Regions from separate parts of the Zea mays genome. Here region 2 is linked to region 1. Evidence: chromatin contacts called from public Hi-C data. All regions are on one chromosome and are shown on one strand. Each heading gives the region's core, a stretch centred on a gene start, on an enhancer-like site or on the middle of the called end of the contact. The rest is flanking DNA. Distances are from core to core; before and after follow the strand shown.

Evidence for each region. A called contact is a pair of places that touch in the nucleus more often than the background predicts.
Region 2: a contact with region 1 is called in a Hi-C map of bundle sheath, with 2.6 times the contacts expected there. The contact joins the promoter of LOC100282522 here to the promoter of LOC103625835 in region 1. A contact is called at or near these places in 2 of 25 Hi-C or Micro-C datasets (bundle sheath and leaf).

The regions. Positions count from the first base shown.
Region 1 is chr5:5,594,094-5,599,604 of Zm-B73-REFERENCE-NAM-5.0, forward strand. It overlaps LOC103625835 (photosystem I reaction center subunit III, chloroplastic), which reads left to right and starts at 1,522. Exons shown (of 2, transcript XM_008646236.3): 1 at 1,522-2,387; 2 at 2,493-2,752. The coding sequence starts at 1,653. The coding sequence ends at 2,351. LOC103625836 reads right to left here. Exons shown (of 6, transcript XM_008646237.4): 4 at 5,483-5,511; 5 at 4,783-5,060; 6 at 4,093-4,647. The coding sequence ends at 4,428.
Region 2 is chr5:5,728,518-5,734,232 of Zm-B73-REFERENCE-NAM-5.0, forward strand. LOC100282522 (NADH-ubiquinone oxidoreductase 23 kDa subunit) reads left to right here and starts at 3,507. Exons shown (of 8, transcript NM_001155430.1): 1 at 3,507-3,719; 2 at 3,872-3,953; 3 at 4,599-4,652; 4 at 4,793-4,884; 5 at 4,969-5,082. The coding sequence starts at 3,666.

The sequences.
Region 1 (5,511 bases), core at 272-2,771:
CACCAATTATAAACAAATTTTAAGTAAATAACATGCTATAGAACTCGCGTGCAACTCAAATTAGTTGGTCAAGGAATTGGCCGACATATCTCTATGGATTGGGGGATAATCAGAGAAAATAAATGAACTATGGATATCTATATGGATTGCTCATTGTTTCCCCTCTTAGGGCTGATTTGGTAACCGGGGATCCCGAGGGGAAGAAATCCTCTTGCTATTCAAAATTGAATTGCGAGGGGATTCCTCCCATATGGATCCCCTAGGGATCCCTAGTCACCAAATTAGGCCTTAAGAGAAAACTTGCTGACAGACACAAAAAAAAATTTATGTAACTATTCACAGCCACCTCTTAGGAGAAAACTTGCTGGTAAAAAACAAATCTAATAAATGACAAAAATGAATATGGCCGTATCGTACTAGACAATATGAGCACTTCAGTATAAACTTGCACTTCATTTTTTTTAGTTTTTCTTGTTAGTATTTCTTCCAAAAGATATAACAATATATTCTCGAGCGTCCAACCTCCCAAGTGATCCTTCAATAGTAGTCAATGCAAGTTCTCATATTCTTTTTAAATGAAGCATGGCGTTTGGGCTAACTGAACCATCAAATAACTTTTTGAAGCAGCACAGTTTTGATGAAACTCCATATAGAATAGATAAATAGAATTATTAACATGTCAGGAGTATTTAGATCAAGCTTTATGAAAAAGAACCAACACAAATATTACATAGACTCAGCCACGAGACTAGGTGTACTCGGACTGGGAGAAACCTCAAGGTCAGAAGCATTCTAGAAGCACAAATATGACAAAGATCTCATGAGAATAAAAGATATGACAAAGATTTTAACGTATAAGGCATTGTTCTATCTTGTTCTAAACCTCTAAACTAATAGTTAGCAGCTAAGATTTCAACGTATAAGGCCTTGTTCTAAATCTCTAAAACTAATAGTTAGCGACTAAAATTAGTTGAGATGTTTAGAACAGATAAGCTAATGGATGAGGTAATTATTAGTTATACCTCTCAAATGGCTTCTCCAACCCAGCTAACAATTTATTAGCTCACTAACAATTATCTTAAAGATTTGGAACAGAGCCTAAGTAAGGTTTACTTGTAAATAGTGCTGACTCATCACGTTAGCAATTTGGTCACCGACTCAGTATGGTAACCGTTGTCCCTCCTTGGATGTATTGTTTTTTTTTTGTTACACTATGGTTAATTCATATCCAAGTTCTCTATTTCGTATCAATACATGCGCTAAAGTTTAATATATAGTCGATCCAAATCCAAGCCCCAAACGGGTGAAAATCAAATTTTGCCTTTCTTTAGCATGCATAGCAGCAGATGGCAAACACACGACCTAACCAATCCCTGCCGCAGCTGGCTCGCCGCAGCCACAAGCCGAAAAGGAGGCGGCGACCCCACAAAATCTGAGCACGCGCGCCCGACGCGGCCACGGCGGATGCCTCGGCGCCAATCCGCGGCGCCCACCTCACTCCTCTTATCCCCGCCTCACCCACTTGGCCACTGCGCGTCCCCCCTTATCCCGAGCGCGTTTCTTTCCGATCCCAAAGCTCCCGCACACCCTGCCTGATCCCTCCCAATAAGCTCCCCAGCTCCACGCCGGACGCAGCAGCAGCAGCAGTAGAGATGGCCGCCCTCGCCGCCTCCTCCACGGCCGCCTTCGCCGCCAAGCCGCGCCTCCCACGCGCGCGCCTCACCGTGGCCTGCTCCGCCACCGGCGGCGACGGCAACGGCAGCAGCAGCAGTGTGTCGCTCGCATCCTCCGTGAAGACGTTCTCGGCCGCGCTGGCTCTGTCGTCGGTGCTTCTCTCCTCGGCCGCCACCTCCCCTCCCCCCGCGGCCGCTGACATCGCGGGGCTGACCCCGTGCAAGGAGTCCAAGGCGTTCGCCAAGCGCGAGAAGAACTCGATCAAGAAGCTCACCGCGTCGCTCAAGAAGTACGCGCCCGACAGCGCCCCGGCCCTCGCCATCAACGCCACCATCGAGAAGACCAAGCGGCGGTTCGAGAACTACGGCAAGTTCGGCCTGCTCTGCGGCGCCGACGGCCTGCCGCACCTCATCGTCAGCGGCGACCAGCGGCACTGGGGCGAGTTCGTCACCCCGGGCCTGCTCTTCCTCTACATCGCCGGGTGGATCGGGTGGGTCGGCAGGAGCTACCTCATCGCCATCAGCGGCGAGAAGAAGCCCGCCATGAGGGAGATCATCATCGACGTCGAGCTCGCCACCCGCCTCCTCCCCAGGGGGTTCATCTGGCCCGTCGCGGCCTACCGCGAGCTCATCAACGGAGACCTCGTCGTCGACGACAAGGACATCGGCTACTACTAGCTGCTGCACCTGTGCTTGCACATCGCTGCTGGCGAGGCAAGGCCCGATCCATGGCTAGCGGCTGTTGAACAACTCTCTCTTGTTTATTGATAACGAACAGTGAAAAGATTAACGTGCCTTGTGTTCCTGTTTCTTCTGCAGTTGGGCAGTCGTCGTACGTGGGAAACATGGCTTTTGGTGTAGGAGGAAGGAATGGAAGTGGTCTGTTGTACTTAAAGAAACTAGATGAAGAAGTCTTGTATAACTGAAACTTCACCCCTCTCTTGTGTATGATGTATTCACCTTCGTCTTGAAAATTCTTGAGAACGGTTTCATCTTGCATACATTTTGCTAGTGAAGGGTCGAATCAGCTGACCAGATGAGATAAATAAGAGACAATAATAATTCTTTGCTTTCAGTCAGTATTGGCTTGCTTCTTAATGTACACCTAGACATCCAAAGCTACAAAAGACATAAAAGGGATGAGTAAGCACCAACCGGTGACTCGTACTCTCTGTGATGACCAAAGAACATAACGGAAGCGCTCAAAATGACTTGAAATGTGTTTATGAGAAAAACCTTCAAAATCGGGAAAAATTGAGCACTTAGCTTTAATAAAAATCAAGAGAATGCTCAAACCACAAATATATCACCAACTAGTGATCACATGTTTTAAAAAATGTTTCTGAAGCATACACGTGTCCAACGAAATAAATCGATCACAAAAATGGACACCAAAACATCCAAAACAGTGTTTCTCGATCATACTACATTCAACGATTTGAGTCAAAGTTATGCAAAATCGATCTAAACGGATTTCGATTGAACTGAAATTTTACACACAACTGGATAAGGGAGTTCCAAATATATCCAAAAAATTGAGCTCAAAGAGATTTAAATTTCAAAGTCAGATAAAAAAATACAAATATATCCAAAAAGGCAAAAAATTGGATCAAGAGATTGGAAATTTGTGTTCTAGGTGGATCAGCTTATAGCACTTGGTAGCAATGATCCTAAGAGGTCCTACCACGTTTCTACCCAAAGCCCAAATGGTCCCAAAAACGTAGATTCACAAAATCCTGCAAAGGAAGAACTTGAAGCAAACGATTTTACACATAGATTTAACATGGAGGTCACGGCGTGGTTAAGGCCACACTTTTCAAAAACATGGATGCAACAAGTCCAAAGCACCTAAAGGTATCCTAACAAAGAAAACTAGAGAGCAACATCGAAAATCGCAGAGTAAGTCTATCTCTAGCAGTTCCTCTATCTCATTCCTTATTTTAAACTTTTTTCTATAAACAGTATTATCTACAGTTCTGTGTCTCTTATTTCCACGTTTTAGTGGAGACAGTCTAACTGATAAGAAAACTTAAAATATAGGGGTGCGCCGTCGGCAACAAAGTCCTCTTGATCCAAACAAAAATAAAAAGGCTAGACAAGGTTTGTTCACCACCTGCAGTGCCTGGTATTCGGTTTTGTATAATCAGTGCATTATCTGATAAACCTGTTACAAGTCTTGCTGGAACCTGAGGAGATTGAAATTCCGCTCAGGGTTGACCCTCCTGTAGTGTCCAATGATATCCAAAATCATTTAAGAACAACAAATGATTTTCTTGCACCAAGCCATATGATGCATCGAGCCACATGACTTATTGAAGCAAAATAGAATTCTAGCGCACTCGTCAATTCCAACCAGGAATGGGTACTGCTGGATCCAGGCATAGCAAGGAGCCAAGGATGCAGTGGGCGGTCGGTAAGATGGCATGGTTCTGCACAATTATCATACAGTTTAATACAATATTTGCTCATATGGGCGTGGTAATTGATCCACCTTTTAGGCTTTTAGTGAGGTTCTACGATGGAAAAAAAAGAGTAAACTGAACTGGAACCAGGAAAACTTTCCGGCGTCAGCCGCCAAAAAAAAAATCTCTTGTATCCTGAATTATACATACGGAAGCGAGAGCATGCTTCCTCTGTGCTGGAATAGAGTACTGGAGTACAAAATGCATTCTATGGAGGGTTTACAGGTCAATACCAACAGTCAGCTTCCACTCGGTGACAGTGGAAAATTTGTGTCCGGCGAAGTGCCGTTATTTAGGTGCTCAGTATGGCTTCAGATTTCTGATGAAGGTATTGCTGCCAGGTTGCGCCGTAGCCTGGTTGCTCATGCTGGCGCCCATCTTCAGAACAGACGTTCTTGGGTCCATCGAAGTTGAGGATATCAGCGTTGTCATCATCTGCGCGCTTCCAGTTTGAAGGTAGCCTCGTGTACTTGCCATTGAAGGACAGAGTTACGGCCAGTCTAATCAGGTCCCTGAAAATAGAATTTTAACATGACCCAGACAGCTGAGTATACAGTGGCTGAACTTCGAAATGGTTTCAAGGACATGCATTCGTGTTCCGATGTTAGTGTACTACACGTGAAATAGAGGTCGTGAGTTTAGCTTACCTTTGATTGGCTAAACGAATGGCATCAGCCCACCACATGATGGAAGTAATCAGGGTTTTCTCCAGCTTGCGAGGCTCCATCAATAGCACGTCAAAATCAAGTAGGCATGCATCCTCGTTATAAGGTTCTTTAGGCACCCAACTGAATGCAGCTCCCGCTCTTTGTATGGCACTAAGAACATCCATACTGATATAATCGCTGAGACGCTTGCTGCAATCTTCAACAGCGCCAATGGCGTAACCGCCTAGTTCCATGCGACCAAGATCTTCGACTTTGCCCTGTGGGTGGGGAAAATCAATGTTTCACAATAGGCGATCCAAAAGTGTTGATAAAATGCTTAGTTTTACACGCTTTTCTACACTTCCAAGTCCCAACATATCGTTGGAGTTTTGCTGTCGAGTGCATGAATCGAATACCGACCTTGATTCTCTAAAACTTATGCCAATTTATTCCTAAGGACTTTTGGCGCAATGAAGATTTTCAACAGCTTCTCTTATTGTTTTAAAGCTATGACTAAGAATGTCTGATCATCTGACAGTACCACTCATGCCAGTGAACCATTTTTTGGCGCAAACTCTTGATTATGCATCTCAGTAAGATAATGTTCACATGCATGGGCGCTTTATTTGCAAGAGAAAGGTGGAGATCAATAGAGTTCAGTGATAGGTTTGAGTAAATAGATCGAGTGGATATCTAGTACCTTTATGATGGAATCTGCAGCGATATAAA
Region 2 (5,715 bases), core at 2,257-4,756, 140 kb after region 1:
ATACTTGATCAGAGATACTTTGGTACAGGTGGATATGAGATTGATGGTTTTGATCATGGTTATGGTGCTGGTAAGTGGTACTCTTTCCGTTTGGAAAGGAGTACGTTTGGGTTAATAACTTGGGTTAATGCTAAAACTTGGCTTTCTACTAGTAAGTAATAATCTGACCAACTAAAAGCAACTGCTTGACTTATCCCCACATAAAGCTAGTCCACTACAGCCAAACAGGATACTTGCTGAGTATGTTGATGTGTACTCACCCTTGCTCTACACACCAAACCCCCCCTAGGTTGTCAGCATTGCAACCACTGCTCAGGCGAAGATGAAGCTGTGGAAGGAGACTTCCAGGAGTTCCAAGACTACGACGAGTTCTAGGTGTGGGTTAGCGGCAACCCCCAGTCGGCTGCCTGTGAAGGCCGCGTTATCTACGTTTCTTTTCCGCACTTTGATTTATTGTAAGAGCTATATGGACGTCTCTGACGTATGATGTAATCGACTATTTCCCTTATTAATACTATTTTGAGCACTGTGTGATGATGTCCATATTAGTAACTGCTGTGTACGTGAATAACTGATCCTGGCACGTACATGGTTCGCATTCGGTTTGCCTTCTAAAACCGGGTGTGACACAAATGGTAAGTTAGGTCGCATGACAGGTAGAAGTACTACAACGTGAAAACAATCCCGGAGATAAGAACTCGAAGCGACGGCTAAAACGACGGAACAAAAGGTGAAGGTCTATGGAGTCCGAGTGTCAAGGAGATGTGGACACTCGCGATTTAGTTAGGTCTTTTATTCTCTTTTAGCCGTACTATAAAGAGGGGTTGTCGATGAGTAGTTTGACCAAGAGAGTTCTAGTGTAGTGTTGGTGCACAATCACACTCATATACAGTGCTAGGTGTCACTCTAGAACTCACACACAAGTTAGAACGAAAACCGATTTGAAAATCAGCTAAAACAAGACTTAGTGTTTCTGGCTTAGGGGCACCGGACTGTCCGGTGTGCACCGGACTGTCCGGTGCACCCTCTGCCAGGTGGGGCCAGGCTGGTCCACGGTAGAGTGTTTTCCCTTCGCAGAAACCCGAGAGCGCAGCTTTCAGAGTTGAATTTTAGTGGTGCACCGGACACCGCACCGGACTGTCTGGTGTGCACCGGACAGTGGACTGTTCACTGTCCGGTGCGCCATGAGTCCAACGGCTCTCTGTCAGAACTAGCCGTTGGAAGTGACCGTTGGCGCACCGGTGGCGCACCGGACTGTCCGGTGCGCCATCGCGCAGTAAATTGCCTGTAACGGCTAGTTGGTGGGTGAGGGCTATTTATACCCCCTCCACCCACCATATTCAATGTCTTGCACTCCACATTTATTCCAGCACATTGGTAGAGCATTGCAAGCACCAAAAGCCTAGTGAGGAGATTAGAGAATCATAATCCACGCTTGTTCCTCATTAACGCTAGTGAGAGCCACCTAGAGCACACACCACTTGCATTAGGCTTCTCTTGGTCAAGCGAAAGTCTACGGCTTGTTACTCTTGGTGATCAGCATCACCTAGACGGCTTGGTGGCGTTGGGAGCTCGGTGATCACCGTGAAGATCTTGTTGGTGACCCGACTCAAGTTTGTAAGCGGTCTCGAGGGATCCACCGCGCCGGAGTGGCAAAGGATCATCTCGTAGTGAGCACTTGGTTCTTGCGAGGACCAAGGGGGAGCGATACCCTTGCGCGGGTGCTCCAACGAGGACTAGTGGAGAGTGCCGACTCTTCGATACCTCGGGAAAAATTGGAGGAGTCTTCTAAACTTTGCTTTACATTCCACACTTAATTCAAGCACTTTACATTGTGTATTTGTTTAGCAAGTATTTGAAGTATTATCTTAGCTTTGTTACATTTCTAGTATTATATTCTTAGTGCTAGTTGTTGGGGTGAAGTTGGGCTCTTGTTTAGCTCTTGCTTAGGTTTTAATTAGTGTTGATTTTTAGAAAAGCCCAATTTACCCCCCCTCTTGGGCATCGTGATCCTTTCAAGGTTGATTTTTGAATTCGGTCGAACACAGAGGTATTAAGCCGAGTCAGATAAGAATTTATTTGAGGACAACATACTGAGAATTCCGCGTGAGAGTACGGATCCGAATAAAGTAGTCGAACATAGATCAAGGTTCGAGGAATTAGATTCGGACTCAGATCAATTAACAGCCTTCGAGAGTTTGATTTAATGAGCTTCAGATGAGATTTATAATTCGAAAATGATTTTCGAGTTCGCATTCGTTCCGAGAAATAAAAGTTTTAACAGGCTCCAAAATTGACTGTTTCTCGCGATCGAATAATTCCGACTTCAGTGAGCTTCCATGAATAATCCTGATAAGCAGAGATAGACACGATCGAGAAATAGGAAATTTTCACTGAGCATTCGCGTTAGGGACAAATTTCCCGACATAGCACGAAACTGACACCTGGGTGTCACACTTTAAAGGCAATAACTTTTTTTAAGATCACCTTAAGTGACAAATATATAATATAAGTTTTTTTCTATTTTTTAAAACAATGTCAGTTGCATAGTCACATCTGTCATGTAACTCAAGTTGTACGTGTATTTGAGTGAATGTTAACATTGAAGTCTTGCGTTCCAATCTAAAGAAAACTGAAAGTTGCATAAATTATAAGATGGATTTTATATTTATCAAGTTAAATAGACATTACGCGTAAAACAATATCATTAATAGATAATTTATTTACTAAAATTAAATTTTGCATAATTTAATATGGTTATTTTTTAGTTATATGGTCTTCTGACTTTTAGATGTATACTTTTTTTCTATACATTATACAATATATCTAGTTTCAATAATAGATAGTTTTAATAATAGTTAGAGTTCTACGATCATTAAGTAAATTGTTGCGATATATATATTGTTAGAGAAATATCACAAAACGTTATATGATAAAATAAGTTTTAGAGATAAAATTTGTTTTAAAAGCATAATTTCAACTGATACTAGCCTTAAGTAAAATCCATGTCGGATCAAAATTCTCGCTGCGATGTATGTAGTCCCTTCCCTTAAAGATATTTTAAACGGACTAACTTATAATTCATTTCACTATTTTACTCAAGGTCTGACCGGCGTGTATTATTAAAAAATCATAACTATTGTTAATTTTTGCTGTGATATTTTTATCATTAATATACTTTAAATGTGGCTTTCAATTTTGTTTTTCTTAAAAAATGAATAAGATGAGCCGCTCAAACTTAACAAAAAAAGTCAAACGAATTATAATTTAGGACGGAGTGAGTATTTTTTATTCTAAACTCTACTCTATAAACAAAATAGGACCCTTTTGGGGAAAAAATAAAAAATGTCATAAATTCTACATTTCTTGTGAATTTTTATATCATTTTTTGTGAAATTGCTGCATAGTCTATTGTATAAAATGTTATGAAACTGTGTTTGGGCCGCCTTTATCCGCTTGGGCCCCTGTCGCGCTATGGGACACAAGCCAGCCCACCGTCAACCCGCATCTGCAGCACGTCTCCTCCTTTTCCTCGTCCACCCGGCCATCTCCGCATCCACTACCGCAGGCCGCAGCCCAGCACCGGCCGCTCTACGCCGGCACGTCCTCGTTTCTGTCCGAGGTCATCGCCTCCGCAACTTCGTGGCCGGTGAGGTCGCACCACCATGGCGTCGCTCCTAGCCCGGCAGGCAGCGCAGGCGCTCCGCGCGAGGCAAACGGTACGAAATCCCTAGCCTTATATTTTCGTGCCCGGCGCTTCTAGAGTCCAGATCCCTCTATTTGCTCGCGGATTCTTAGATCGAGCCTTGCCCTCCATGGGTGCTGGCGTTGCGATGCGCGTGTGACTTTGTGGTGCTGGTGTTTGTTCCAGGCGCAGCTCGGGCCGGCCGCGTCGGCGATGCAAGGGCACCTCCGTACCTACATGAACGCGGGGATTCCCAAGCGGTTCAAAGGTCACTGCTCTCCCCTTTCTATTGGGCCGTTTTCCAGTATCGGTACACAAAAATAATGCGCTGGTTAACTACATGTTACGAGTAGTGTGCAACAGCAGTGAATTGAGGGATGTATGAAACCTTTTGGTCTTGGGTTATTGATTGATTGTATGTCTTTGTTTCAATCAACATGACGCGATCAAATAGGACAGACTGCTGAACTTGAAAATTGAAATCAGAAACTGATGAGGATAATTCAATGCGGTTCTGTATGAGTTTGCAATTAGTTATCTGTTGATGGATTTTGGTACCTTCGGCAGTGCAAAAGAGCAGTATATGAAACTTTTCAGGATGAGTTTTGGGTTACCAGTTAAATTTGAGTTTCAAGTTTCAGCCAACATTTAATTCTCAACATGAAGCTGTGCCTTGCCGTCTTGGTTTATTTTTAGGATGGCCTGTTGAACTTCACATTTGAAGTTGATGAGTGATTAGGCATACTACCATATGAGCTTTATTTATTCACACTTCGATTTTCATGTCCTCCTATGTGTTTGCATACTTAATTTAAATTTGCTCAGTGTTACTGTTCTCTGATTGTTTAATCCCTTAATTTAAATGTGCTCAGTGTTACTGTTCTCTGAGTTTTGAATCCTATTTAATCACCAGAGGATGAGGAGAAAGAACAGCTTGCAAAAGATCTCGCAAAAGATTGGAATGCTGGTGAGTTTCTGATAATGTCTTTCTGTGCATTGGACAAGAGTATGGTTGTTGCCAATTTTGTTTATTGCTGCCCCCCCCCCCCCCCCCCCCCCCCAAGCAAACACGTGCACGCACATCTCATTGTGATTTTCGTGTTTCAGTGTTTGAAAGGAGCATCAATACATTGTTTTTGACTGAAATGGTCCGTGGCTTGATGCTAACTCTCAAGTACTTCTTTGATAGAAATGTCACAGTAAGTGATGAATTTGTCATGTGACAGTAATCTGTACTGTAGTTGCACGTTTTCATTGACTGCTTTTATCTCACCGCGTTGCAGATTAACTATCCGTTTGAGAAGGGTCCTCTGAGCCCCCGCTTCCGTGGTGAGCACGCTCTCAGACGTTATGAATCTGGGGAAGAGCGCTGCATTGCTTGTAAACTATGCGAAGCTGTAAGTTGTACTGAAGTTTAAAGTTTTCTTACTTCAGATGATGAAGATCAAATACAGCCAGGAACCTGTTGTTTTGCTGTCTTTCCCGAATGCTAGTTGTCAAATCAAATCCCAAAAATACCAGTTACCTACTGGTATCTTTGCTGTCGGGGTCTGAGATTTTTAGCTAAACCAGACGCAAAACCCCAAATATGTCCTTTTGAGTTCATACAAGTTACTATAATTTTAGTATTTTGAGTATCATGTCTTGAAAAGAAATTTGAAACGTAAGTCATTTGCAAGCAAATCATTTCTGTCGTATTGCTGCTCAATGTTTTAGGTGTTCCTTATTATCTTCTGGCTGTATATGGAGTATGTTCGTATAAGGTGTCATGAAAGTTTTGGCGTGGGCATTATGCATTCAATCATCATTGTACATTCAACTATAAATACCAGTGGTTCTTGATGTTGAGATCAAAATTATAGGTTCCTTGTCTCTACTGACTCGATACTAGATATACCAAACACTTTGGTAAAATGTACTCCATCCGTTCACAAATATATGACGCGGTTGACTTTTTTCAAAAGTTTAATCACTTGTCTTATTAAAAAAATCGTGTGTTATCGTTTATTTTGTTGTGATTTATTTTATCA